Regions from separate parts of the Mus musculus genome. Here region 1 is linked to region 2. The links are chromatin contacts, called in public HiChIP or PLAC-seq maps. All regions are on one chromosome and are shown on one strand. Each heading gives the region's core, a stretch centred on a gene start, on an enhancer-like site or on the middle of the called end of the contact. The rest is flanking DNA. Distances are from core to core; before and after follow the strand shown.

Region 1 (3,690 bases), core at 563-3,062, 670 kb after region 2:
AATGACATGAGTTCAGTCCCCAGGGTCCATGTGATGAAAGGAGAGAAGCAACTCCCACACACTGGCCACTGCCTCCACATGCACAGCCCTTCAGAGTAAACAAGTAAATGTAATCTTAAAAAAGACCTCGGCTTGCACTGGGAAAAAATAGTAAGAGGCCTTATGTGTAGGGCCAAGAGCAATGGATAAGATAGAAAGATACTAGGAAGGAGCCACTAACCAGCACTATCTGAAGTGAGGGATTCCTGTAAGGCTCTTCTGTTTATATGGCCCCTTCCCTACCCAGCCAAACTTACAGCTTTAGGAAACAGTGGGGGGGGGGGAGTTCTAGAATAGAGTAACAATACCAGTACTTAACTAAGAACATAGGTAATAAAGCTTTGATCTTGGGGGATGGTCCAGAGATTCTCCTAAGCAAGGCAGAGGGTAGAGAATAGGGAGTAGTCAGTCAGATGATGCTCTGCTTGGACATTGTCGTGGCTACAGCAAACAGAGATGACCACTTCAGTACATCCAAGCAGACAGTGTACCTGGAGAAGCAATAGTCAGGGTGTTTCAAGGTGAGGCTGTGTGAGCCTTCCTGCACTGGACTGACTTCTAACTAGACAGTGAAGCCTGGTGTTTCATCTGTCTTGCATCCAGAGGTCTCTCCAATCAGAAAGCTTCTTACATGGCTTTGGAACTGACCTTGTACTCTGGCAGAGCTCAGCTCCCTGCTTGTTTGGTCTGGTTCCATGGTCCACTATGATCGCACTAGTCCTAGTTGACCCTTGAGGTCAAGAGCTGTCAATAGCTGGCTAAAGCCAGTTCTTCTATCAAGAAAGGATTCCTGAAGATGTTTCTGAGAACTCAGCCAACCAAAGTCTGGCCTTGTGTCACATGCCCATCCTTAAACAAATCAGAGGAGATGCTGAGTAGTGCCCAAAGACATCCAGTGTTGACCTTTCTCGGGTTACATGGAGCAGGAACTGTAGAAGGAGACCAGGCAGGGCAGCCCTTTATCCTCTGGGCAAAGCTAGGTGGCATGGTGCCAGGCTATTCTGAATTTTTCTGCTGAGAGCAGTCATTTTCCTTTGAGCATGTTTTTCTTTTTAATTCACACTCTGACAGAAAAGGTAGGGCTAGCAATTTGGTTCCTGAACAGGATCTGCCAGCTGTGAGGAGAAAATGAAATAGAGACGAATTTTCTTCCTAATGGCGAAGCCAACATTGTTTTGTTTTTAAAGAAATTAGTCCAAATATTTATTTCTGTAGGGTTGAGGAAAAAGTGTAGTTGATTTTCAAAAGGGTTCTTTTTTTTTACTTAAGATAAATGCTTCTGTCTTCAAATATTTAAATGCTTGAGCTATTGAAATTAAGATTTGCCCACTTTTTTTTTTCTTCTTCTTCTTGTAGTGAGGGGTGGACGTTGGCGAGCTCAGGGATTTGAAGGCCATCAACATACTGTGTTGTTTTGGCAGCTACAGCTATCTAATAGACTCCAATAAAACACACACTTTCGAGGAGTGGATGTCTGCAGAAGTGTTTGTGGATTCCAAGCATTTTGACATTTGGAAACTGGAGCTTTTAGAAAGTGCTTTGTCATGCCTTTGTGCTTGTCAGCGCTCTAGAGCAAGGACACAAGGAGAAGAATGCAGGTGTTTGCCTTCCCTGGAAGGGACCAAACAGAGAAAAAGAACCCCGACTTGCTTTCTAATTCATTACAAGCTGCCTGCAGAGGGCTGCACTTTTATCAGACCCTGCACCCTACATTGCTGTTTATTCCCAGGGAAGGGACAGGTTCCTGTTTCTGTGGCTTCACTGGCTCCTTGCTAGCCATCGTACAGAGGCCGCAGTTGCATCACACACACACCCCGCCACACACAGACACCACACCCCAGGAGAAAAGTGTCCATCTATGTATTAATGCTTCAAAACTTCAGATTCCAGTGTTCTTTCTGAAGCTAGCAGAGAGCACTGATTTCAGGGGCACAAGGGCCAATTTGGAAAAGCTGAGTGGTTAGGAATTCCACAACTGCCTCTGTCAGAAAAAAAACAGCCCAGTATTTCAGGTCCTGGTCCGCTGTTTCTCAGAAGCCTCCCTCTCTTATCTTTTCTCTCATCAGTAAGGGCAAGCAGTGAGCAAGTGAGGTCTCTGTAAGTTGTGCCGATCAACCCAGTCGTCGGAGCTGGGGAGATGGATTTCCTTAAAGGCTTTCAGGGCACACAAGCAGGTTCTTAACTTGCCTCTTTTACTCTTCCCTGTGAACCTACACTGGCATTCTAACCAGCTCTTAGCCAGTGACCTTGGCCTCTCTCTTGTATGATAATGTAGATTCAAATGTGTTCAGTTTGGGTGGAGTCTAGACACCTGGGCTGACCAGTAGTCAGTATAGGTTATGAGACTCCAGTCGACATCCATCGTAAATACTAGGCAAAGCCATGGGCCTGGGAAGAAATGTGATTCAACAGTAAAAACACTCGCTGCACAAGCATGAGAATCAAAGTTTGCATCTCTGGAAACAAAAATACTGAGTGAGTGCAGTGGCCCGCTTGTAATTAGCAACCATGTAAGGCTGGAACAGGCCGTCCTCAGGCAAGCTGGTCCTCAAAACTAGCTATACTTGGGGTTTGACTGAGGGAGATTGTCCTGGTGAGTATGATGCAAAGAGATAGAGAATGATCAATGCCTGACATCAGCCTCAGATTCCCCAGTGAGTGGGTATGCACACACGCACACACACACACACACACACACACACACACACATCAGGGGATAAGAGGAGAGAAAATGGGAAATAAAATGCTGCCATCTCCTTATCATCCATACAGAATTGCAGCCTGGGTCTGGCAGTACCAAGGAATGGAAGTAGTGCCTGGAGTCAGGTGTCTGCAGTCTTTCCTTAAGCGTCCATACATATGTATATCTTGTTCAGCACTTTCTCTGGAGCTGAGTCCAGAAGGCATTATTCTAATGTGGATTCAGTTCATCCTGCAGGAGAATTTTACAAACGCTGCTTCTTTGCCCATTGTCACCACTGGAGTGGATCCTCCTATCCATTAAAATGCGGCATTACCTATGGTTTTTCTCCAGCATGATCTTGTCTTAATAGTTAAATTTTATATGTGTGGGTATTTTGCCTACACATATGTCTCTGTACTAGACGAACAGGATTCCTAGTACCTGGGAAAACCAGAAGATGGCAATGAATCTCCTCGAACTGGAGTTACAGACTAGAATGAGACACTGGGTGTGCTCGGAATTGAACTCAGGACCTCTGTAAGGGTGATGAGTGCTCTTAACCACTGAGCCATCCCTCCAGCCCTTTACCATGAGTATAATTTTTGGGTGTATGCTCTCCACTATGCAGCAATATACCGATTTATGCAATAAATCTAAATGTCTTAATTAGTCTGCTTTGAACATTTGGTTTTATTATTATTATTATTATTATTATTATTATTATTTTAATCAGTGAGACAGGTTGGAAAGGGAAGGTTTATCTGCATTGCCCTTCTTTGGCAAGTCTGTCACATAACTAACGACGTCTGTCTGTCTGTCTGTCACAGTAACTAAGCATGACTTTGCAGTTAAAGCTGGGCTTTAGAGGCACACTGCCTCTAAACTGAGAGTTCTCTTCCTGCCCCATTTCTCAGATAACTTTCTCTACTTTGTCCTCTGTTTCCACATCATAAAATGATGAAGATAAA
Region 2 (3,603 bases), core at 554-3,053:
TCCGTGCCACATACATGACAGATGATAGATAGATAGATAGATAGATAGATAGGATAGGTATTAGATATATAGATGGTAATGGGTGGATGAATAGATAGATAATAGATAGATGAAAGGTGGATAGGTGGATATATAGATAAATAGGTAGATATATAGGTACATAGATACATAGATTACATAAATACCTAGAGAGATAGATGATATAAGGCTAGATAGATAGATAGATAGATAGATAGATAGATAGATAGATAGATAGATTTTAACATATTGAAATCTAACTAGTTCTTGAGTTGATCTTAGCCAAAAGTTTAAGAAGCAACTGTGGTGAACTAGCCGGAATGTCACTGGACATTTGGATGTCTCCAGACTGTACATTCTAAACAATGATGCAGTAACATAGCTATATACACATTCCCACATACACTTATATGACTATTTCCTGAAGAGAAAGTCTGAGCTAGTTAGTTTTTGTCAACTTGGCACAAACCAGTGTCACCTGAGAGAAAGGAATCTCAAGTGAGGAAACTTCCTTATTACATTGTCCTTAGGCATGTTTGTGACAGTTTCTTGATTTTTTTTTTATTGAAATATAAAAAAGATAGCTGAGTGTGTGCCTGGAAGCAAGCCAATAATCAGCTTTCCTCCATGGTTCCTACCTCTGCCCTGACTTCCCTCAGTGATGAACTGTGGTGTGGAAGTGTAAGCCAAATAAACCCTTTCCTCCCTAAGTTGTTTTTTGGTCAAGGTGTTGATCTCAGCTAAAGAAAGCACACAAGGACAGACTCCTAGAAGTAAAATTGCTGTTGTTCAGTGATAAGAACATTTTCCTGAATATCAACATTGCTGACTGGCCATCCTGGAAAGACATAACCAAGTGTCTGTCCCACCCCCAGTCCTTTTATGATCACTTTCAAACCACCTTCAAGAGGAATGGTGGGAAAGTGCTTAGTATGTTTCAAATCCAGCTTTTTAGCAGGCTCCTGGGATACAAAAGCAAGTCAGACAGGCTGTGTAGCAAAGCATACTCCTGGAGTAGGGAGCAGATGTATTGTATGCTGGGTGGGGGAGTCCTATAAAGCAGTGCTCCCCAAGCAAACCTGCACTCTGGACAAATGATTTGCTTTTCTGTGTCCAATCTCCTTTTCTGTAAAAGTCGGGGTGAGCAAACTTTCCCACCTGATTCCACGAATCTAGGTTCAAACAATGCAACTCGCCTGGATCTGAATCTTAGAAAAGGTAAAAGGGGTAGGGAGGGAAGGCAAAGAAGGAAGTCAAAACTCAGAAACTAGAAGCAAGATCCAGAAGGGTAGATAGAGAAAAAATAATTGTCAGAGGCTGGGACCCCCGGGGATCAGGGGGAATCAACTCCAGGTTGTGGATAGGCAGAGTCTGGCCAGCACGGACACTCTACACAGAAAGGAGATGGCTGGTGTTCTGTTGCATAGCTGGGTAGTTATGCTTGACAATGTCATAATGAGTATTTATAAATAGGAGACTTTGAATTTTCTCCTCACAAACAAGCATATGAGGCAATGGATATGCTATATAATACATATGTTTCAAAGTACCATATCCTGTCCCCTAAATACCTACAATTACTATCAGTTGATATTTTCGATTACAAACAAAATGGAGGAGGAGGGAGATGGCTCTGTTGGCAAAGTGCTTGCTGACAGAATGCTCCAGCTACAGAAAGCCAGAAGTCCAACTGAGGTAGTCTTGGTGTCATTGCCCAACTACCACCAATGAACCACATCCTTCCCACAGTTTCTAAAGATAGCACTGCCCTGTTGGGACAAAAAAAAGTTCAAGAAAAGGAGGCCATTGTTTTGTGGGCATTTTCATTCAAACCACTAACTGAGAAAGAATGAGGCTCCAACTTAGATCCCCAGAAAACACATAGAAAGCTGGCACAGAGACAAGTTCTTGTAGTCCTAGTGTCCCAGTCTGCTGGTCAGTCAATGGGGTCTGCAAGGGAGAGACGGGATGGAGGGGAAAAGAGACTCAAAGAATGGTGACAAGACAGGCTATCTGATCAAGTGTCAAGTCTCAAGTCTCATTTACTGAAAGGCAACTATGGGTATATAAGCACAAGCTGGGGAGTGCAGCTGGAGACACTTAATCACAAGTGCCTTGGAGCTGGGGACACTAAACCACAAGTCCAGGATGTGTCTGAGAACAGGTTGTTATCAGAGTGTGTTCAACTGTAGCGGGCTGCTTGCAAAAACATCATGCTAAGAAAACAAGTCTCTCGTCAGGGTGGGAAAGTACCAACCTGTAAGTAAGTAGCCTGAGATGGCTGCAGAGATGATAGCTGCTTTCTGCTCAGAGTGACATCCTGGAATTGGAGAGGTTTAGACAGGAAGACCCCTGGTCAGCCAGTCTAACCTAATTAGTGAGTTCCAGGCCAGTGAGAGACCCTGTCCCAAAAAATAAGATGGACAACTCTTGTAGAAATGTTACTGAAGTTGACCTCTGACTTCAACATGCATTCACATAGTCTCTCTCTCACTCACACACATATGGAACAGAAAAAAAACAACAACTATGACATCAACAAAAAACTGGAGCTGGGGAGATGGCTCAACATAAAACACTCATACGAGCATGAGGACCTGGGTTCTGACCGTTAGCATCTGCATAAAAGCCTGTCATGGTTAGGTACATCCCTACTTCTTGCACTGAGGAACAGAGACAGGAAGATCTAAAGGATTCACTGGCCAGACATTCTAGCCAAAACAATGAAGTTCCGGAGTAAGAAAGACCCTTACTCAAAAGTAAGATGGAGAAGAATTAAGCAAGATATCTTGGCCTCAGCCTCTGACCTCTACATGTGCTGGTGGATGTACCTGCACACAGGAGCACATAAACACCTGCACACAGGAGCACATAAACACCTGCACACAGGAACACATATACACCTGCACACAGGAGCACATAAACACCTGCACACAGGAGCACATAAACACCTGCACACAGGAGCACATAAACACCTGCACACAGGAGCACATATACACCTGCACACAGGAACACATATACACCTGCACACAGGAGCACATATACACCTGCACACAGGAGCACATATACAAGGGCACACACACACACACATACCTGCATGAAAAGAAATACATACACATGTGCATGCACACACACATGAAAAAGATAAGATAAACAAATGTAAAATAGAGAAGATGAGGAGGAAGATGAAGGAGAGAAAGAAGAAGGGGAGGGAGGCTAGACGGGAGGAGTATAACAAATCCCAGCTCAGAAATACAACTACTTTCTAAAGAGGACAGCCCAGGAAATGCTCCAAGCCAAGTTTCCTGTGTCCTTGCCAACCAACAAAATGCTTCCTGACTGTAATCCCCTGCACTTCCCTGGGGCAATATTTGCATAGTGCAAGTTACTACAGCAGCTTTGAAAGCTTGTTTTGTCAGTGAAATTCTCTCCCTCATCCCTCATCCCATACCCCTCATCTCACATCCCTCTTATGTGCCTATACATCCCAGGCATTGTCAAACAAAACGGCATTATTATTATGTGTGTGCTCACACATAGTAATACACTAAGAAGTCCTGGAGGCGGGGTTACTGTGTATCATCA

What was found. HiChIP or PLAC-seq counts read pairs in DNA pulled down with a chosen protein or histone mark.
Region 1: a contact with region 2 is called in an H3K27ac HiChIP or PLAC-seq map of embryonic stem cells, with 3 times the contacts expected there. The contact joins two enhancer-like sites. A contact is called at or near these places in 1 of 484 Hi-C or Micro-C datasets (olfactory sensory neurons), 2 of 115 datasets of contacts at active chromatin or transcription factors (both in embryonic stem cells) and 1 of 9 other capture datasets (embryonic stem cells).

The regions. Positions count from the first base shown.
Region 1 is chr14:12,111,924-12,115,613 of GRCm38.p6, forward strand. All of the region lies in intron 7 of Ptprg (protein tyrosine phosphatase, receptor type, G), which reads left to right. Among named protein-coding and RNA genes, the nearest start is that of 3830406C13Rik, 170 kb to the right of the region's middle. Within about 2 kb of position 1,813, at least 27 of the 459 cell types and tissues checked have an H3K27ac peak or open chromatin away from gene starts, as enhancers often do. A contact at or near this core is called in embryonic stem cells, where this site is marked.
Region 2 is chr14:11,437,013-11,440,615 of GRCm38.p6, forward strand. No RefSeq gene overlaps it. Among named protein-coding and RNA genes, the nearest start is that of Gm25466, 100 kb to the left of the region's middle. Within about 2 kb of position 1,804, at least 3 of the 459 cell types and tissues checked have an H3K27ac peak or open chromatin away from gene starts, as enhancers often do. A contact at or near this core is called in embryonic stem cells, where this site is marked.